2 separate regions of the Pan troglodytes genome follow, and region 2 is linked to region 1. The links are chromatin contacts, called in public HiChIP or PLAC-seq maps. All regions are on one chromosome and are shown on one strand. Each heading gives the region's core, a stretch centred on a gene start, on an enhancer-like site or on the middle of the called end of the contact. The rest is flanking DNA. Distances are from core to core; before and after follow the strand shown. Region 1 holds the start of LCN12 (lipocalin 12). Region 2 holds the start of PHPT1 (phosphohistidine phosphatase 1).

Evidence for each region. HiChIP or PLAC-seq counts read pairs in DNA pulled down with a chosen protein or histone mark.
Region 2: an H3K4me3 HiChIP or PLAC-seq map of stem cell-derived excitatory neurons shows a contact between it and region 1, with 3 times the contacts expected there. The contact joins the promoter of PHPT1 here to the promoter of LCN12 in region 1. A contact is called at or near these places in 1 of 7 Hi-C or Micro-C datasets (stem cell-derived neural progenitor cells) and 1 of 1 datasets of contacts at active chromatin or transcription factors (stem cell-derived excitatory neurons).

Annotation. Positions count from the first base shown.
Region 1 is chr11:1,503,753-1,506,452 of NHGRI_mPanTro3-v2.0_pri, reverse strand. It overlaps LCN12 (lipocalin 12), which reads left to right and starts at 1,346. Exons shown (of 6, transcript XR_001721108.3): 1 at 1,346-1,630; 2 at 2,081-2,217.
Region 2 is chr11:1,609,290-1,611,989 of NHGRI_mPanTro3-v2.0_pri, reverse strand. PHPT1 (phosphohistidine phosphatase 1) reads left to right here and starts at 1,315. Exons shown (of 5, transcript XM_016962189.4): 1 at 1,315-1,440; 2 at 2,476-2,700. The coding sequence starts at 2,679. AJM1 (apical junction component 1 homolog) reads left to right here. Exons shown (of 3, transcript XM_016962177.3): 3 at 1-1,958. The coding sequence ends at 502.

The sequences.
Region 1 (2,700 bases), core at 97-2,596:
AGTGGCCAGGCTGGGGCTGCCACCCAGGGCAGGCTGCCGAGGCCCAGGGCACCTCCTGGGATGAGCCTAAGTCCCTTGTAAGCAGGGCTGGGTGAGGGGAGGAGGTGGCCAGGACAGGGAATCTGGGGTGGGAGGGGGCGTCCAGGACAGGGAATCTGGGGTGGGAGGGGGCGGCCAGGACAGGGACCTGGGGGGAGGAGGTGGCCTGGACAGAGGCTCACAGGCCAGGCACACGGTGAGTGGGAGGCACCTGGCTCACCCTTGGTGACCCCGTAACATGGAGTCCAGCACCCAGAGGCTTCAGCTACCTGTGAGGATGGGAGGAGAGGTCAGGAAGGGGACTCCACTCCCTAGCCCCATCATCCAAGGGGTGTCAGGGCAGCTAGAAGCCCCAAGCCTGCCAATGCCCTCCCTGCCAGCCCGCTTTTTACATTTTATTTTTATATTTTTAGAGATGAGATCTCAGTCTTGCCCAGGCTGGAGTCTGGTGGCACAATCATAGCTTACTGCAGGCTCAAACTCCTGGGCTAAAGCAATCCTCCCACCTCAGCCTCTCAAGTAGCTGGGACCACAGGTGTGCACCACCACCCCCAGCTAACTTTTAAATTTTTTTGTAGAGATGGTGTCTCGCTATGTTGTCTAGGGTGATGTCAAACTCCTGGGCTCGAGCGATCCTCCCGCCTTGGCCCCCCAAAGTGCTGGGATTATAGGCATGAGCCTCTGTGCCTGGCCTACTAATCCTTTCTTTTAGGCAGGACCAGCATGGGGTGCCCACTCCCATTAGTGGGGCTTCCCAGCCCTGCCCCTCCCTCTGGGCAGAGACTGCGTTTAAAATGCCCCAGCTGTCCTCACCAGGGTGCCTGGGTGCTCTGCAGGCCCCAGCCTCCCTCCTCGCCTGCTCGGGCCACCTCCACCCCGGCCTCATGGCCACAGGGCCCCTCCCTGGTCCTGTTCTTGCTCCAGGGCCACGGCCCACGCTGCGGTTCAGGCATGTGCGGAGCCAGGCAGGGTAGGGGTGGGGGGGCGGCTGGCAGCCCCAGGCCCTGCAGGGGGAATGCCCAGGTTTGGCCACAGCTGGGCCCTATCCCTTATGGCTGCGGCAGGTCACGCTGTCTGTCTGGGACGCAACATTCTGTGACAGGGAGGAAGGCTGGGGCAGGCTGCGTGGGGCCTCTGAACCCCCAGCATGGGGCACTTGGAAGGGGGCTGAAGGGGGCAGGGCCTCAGAAATGAGAAGAGGTGGAAGGTGGACCTGGGGGCCCCTCCTACCCCACCTGGCTGGAACCCAAGAGACCGCAGGTGGGTGGGTGGGACCTGAGGAGAGCCCGCACCACCCAGCCCACACCAGGCCTGCCCTGGGCACCACCTCTCCTGCCAGTCCTGAGGAGGGAGGCAGAGGGGCACACCCCCTTGGGAGGGGCACCTGCTGGGTACGTGCATGAAGAGGTGGGTCTCTGGGCCACCTGCCCATGGCCACTTCCTTCTCTCTGTCCCTGTGGGCCCAGCAGCTGCCAGGATGAGGCTGCTGTGTGGCCTGTGGCTGTGGCTCTCCTTGCTGAAAGTCCTGCAGGCCCAGACCCCAACCCCCCCGCGACTCCCGCCCCCGATGCAGAGCTTCCAAGGAAACCAGGTACAGGGGTTTTGATGGAAGGAGAAGCAGCCGGCTGGGTCTGAGTGCAGGGAGAGGCTGGTGGCTGAGCAGGCCTGGGGATGCTGCCCAGAGAGCCAGGACCAGCCGTGCTTCCAGGAGCCCCCAGGCGGGCCCCTGACCTCCAGCAGAGGAGGGCCCAGCGCAGACCTTCCTGGCACCCATTCCCTGCCGTCACCCCAGCCCATCGCTCCCTCTGTGCGTGAGGGGAAACAGGCTCGGGAAGGCCGCACAGCCACTGGCCAGGGTCACCATGTCCCTGCCAGACCCAGAGTAGCCTCCGGTTCTTGCCAGTGTCCCTGGCGCCGGCCCAGCCGGGAGCACTGCTCTGTGAGGGGTCCAGAAGCTGCCAGGGAGGGCGGGAGGGGGCTCCTGACCCTGCCCACTGCCACCCCTGCCCACCGCCACCCCTGCCCACCACCGCCTCTGTAGTTCCAGGGGGAATGGTTCGTTCTGGGCCTGGTGGGCAACAGCTTCAGGCCGGAGCACAGGGTGCTGCTGAACGCTTTCGCCGCAACTTTCGAGCTAAGTGACGATGGCCGCTTTGAGGTGTGGAATGCCATGACTCGGTGAGTGGCTGTCCCTGCCGTTCCAAGCGGGTGAGGAGGATCCCGGGCCTGGGTCCCAGCCGCCAGTGGCTCAGGTGCGCCATGGGCCCTGTCCCAGCACAGGCAGCTTCATGACTCTGCCTGCCAATGACCAAACCCAGTTGGGGAGTATACAAAAAAGTGTGGGCAGCTGGGCGCGCTGGCTCACACCTGTAATCCTAGCACTTCGGGGGCCGGGCGCGCTGGCTCACACCTGTAATCCCAGCACTTCGGGGGCCGGGCGCGCTGGCTCACACCTGTAATCCTAGCACTTCGGGGGCCGAGCGCAGTGGCGCACACCTGTAATCCCAGCACTTTGGGGGCCGGGCACAGTGGCGCACACATGTAATCCCAGTACTTCAGGAGGCAGAGGCAGAAGGATCACTTGAACTCAGGAGTTTGAGACCAGCCTGAGCAACATAGTTAGACACCATCTCCACTCATGACGCTTGGCCACTCCCGCCG
Region 2 (2,700 bases), core at 66-2,565, 110 kb before region 1:
GTGCTTCCTGCTCAGCGTGTCCGTGGCCGTGGGACCCGGCACCGCGCCACCGGGGACACCCGCCCTGCCCGCGCCCGCGCCACGCAGCCACGGGCCAACAGTGCGCAAGTTCGCCAAGGTAGCGCTGGCGGCCGGCAGCCCCGCGCGGCCGCCCCCGGCGCGGAGCCGCGAGCCCGACATGGAGACGCTGATCCTGACGCCACCGCCGGGCACGGCGGGCCTGGATCAGGACGGCGAGGCGGGCCGGCGCGCGCGCGAGGTGGCCTTCATCCACATCCAGCGCGAGCTGCGGCTGCGCGGCGTCTTCCTGCGCCACGAGTTCCCGCGCGTCTACGAGCAGCTTTGCGAGTTCGTCGAGGCCAACAGGCGCTTCACGCCCACCACCATCTACCCCACGGACCGGCGCACCGGCCGCCCCTTCATGTGCATGATCATGGCCGCCTCCGAGCCGCGCGCGCTCGACTGGGTGGCCAGCGCCAACCTGCTGGACGACATCATGTGAGGCGCCGGGCCCACCAGGCCTAGCCCAGGCGCTGGCCCGAACCCTGCCCTGCCCACTCAGGCCCCGCCCGGCCCACCCAGGGCCGCCCCCGAGCCCCGCCAGGGCCCCACCCCGACTTCTTCTAGGCCCCGCCTCTAATTCCCCAGCCTTCCAAGCTCCGCTCAGTACGGCCTCCAGCTCCGCCCAGGCCCCCACCCCCCGGCCCTTCGTCCCTGTAGTGTTCCTCACAGGCCCTTCGCCTTCCCACCCCCAGCAACCCCTCTCCCTCCTCCGGGTCTCCTCCCTCTCCCAGCTCGCCCTCGAGGATCCCCAGAAGAAGTCGGTCCTCGCCCTCGGTGCTCCCCGCTGGGAGGCGGGGTGGGCCTGAGGACCGCCGAGCTCTGCCTTCACTCGGAGGGGTCACTACTGCACAGACCCCACCCGTACAGATCCGGTCCCCGTCGGTCCGCGGGGCTCTCGCTGGAGCCTCCCCGACTCCGGTTTCCCCTCGTCCAGAAGCCCGACGTAACCAAAGCCCAGTCTGTCACTTTAAACACGCCCCGCCCCGCCTCCCGCGGCAGTGTTGCCTCCTCGCTGGAGAACACCCTGGTCGACCTCTGTGCGTCCGTGTGCGCGAGCGCGTCCCGCCGAGGCGGTGGGCAGGGCGGACGGTGCGCAGTGCGTTCCCGCTGGTCGGAGCCAGCACACTAACCACGCCACGCGCCCTGCCGTCCCTTCGCCTCCAGCCGCTGCAGTCTGGGCCCTGCAGGAGCTGGGAAAAACCGCAGGGAGGTCTTCAGGCCGATATGCAAGTCTCCCAGCCGAAAGGGCAGGGGACCTGAACAGGGGAAGCAGAGCACATGGGCCTGGCCAGAGCTGATACCTGGCTAGGAGAGGAAGGACCAAGGGACGGGGCGTTCCCAGGTGGGAGCCTGGAGGGCAAAGCGTGGTGCGAGCAGGTGAGGGAGAGAGCTAGTTGGTAAGCGTGGAAGCCCACCCGAGGGGGCTTGACCTGTCCCGAGAGGTCCCCGCACACCCGCTCTGGCCGCACCCCGTACTGCGGGCGTGGAGGCGCAAGCCCGGCGGCCCGGCCTCCACCTGTCCCCCAAGTGCACCCTGGTCCGCGCCCAGAGCTCTCTGGAGGGTGGGGTATCCGGGAGAGGGGTGGAGGCCAAACGCAAGGGCCCTCCTGGAGTCCCCAGCCCTACTTCGGAGCCAGGGGAGGGGGCACCAAGTGAGAGAAATTGGGCACCCCCGCCTCCGCTCCTGCTTTCGCACCCGGCGCGCCCATCTCGTCCCCGCGCGTCTGCACCGGCCAGGCGTCCCGCTTGCCCACCCGCCGCCGCGCCCCGCGCCCCCTACCCCAGGGCCTCTGCATTCGGCCCCACCCCTGAGGGCCGGCCAGGAACGCCCCTGGGCCGGAATAATTTCCAGGGGGCAAGAGCTTTCGAACCAAGTAAAATAGAACTTGAATGTAGCGGCTGCTGTTGCCTCCTTGTACGGGTAGCGGGGTTGGGGACGGAAGCCTTCGGTCGGTGGAGAGGAGAAAGGGAGAGGCCTTCGGGCGGTGGACGGGGAAGAGAGGGAGTCCTTCGGGCGGTGGAGGGGGTAGAGAGCGAGGCCTTCGGGCGGTGGAGAGCGGGGAGGGGGAGTCCTTCGGGCGGTGGGAGGGGGAGAGAGGGAGGCCTTTGGGCGGTGGGAGGGGGAGGGGGGAGTCCTTCGGGCGGTGGGAGGGGGAGGGGGAGTCCTTCGGGCGGTGGGAGGGGGAGGGGGGAGGCCTTTGGGCGGTGGGGGCCACGGGGAGGGTGGCCTTCGGACTACGTGCGGGACAGGAGGTCAGGGCTGGCAAGTCCCTCAGGCCTCCCTCGTTGCCCCAGCCTCGCGGGCCGCCTAACTGCCCCGTTCCAAGGGTGCCACCGGACCCCGCTGGAGAGGAACTTTTCCGTTGGCTGGATTTCATCACCACCCATTCCCGATTCCACGTTTCCTTTAAGCGGGGCTGGCGGAGCCGCAAGGCGGCAAGGAACTGGATTGCGATTGGTCAGCACGTGCCTCGGTCGGCGGTACAATTGGCTGAGGCGCTGGGCCTTGGGAAGCATTCCCCGACGGGATTGGTCGTCGCTCTCGCAGAGCCCGCCTCCCGCAGTACAAGCGGCCCCCGGGTCGGGTGGGAGGAGGGGACTCCGGGAGGAGGAACATGGCGGCGGCGGACCTCGCTC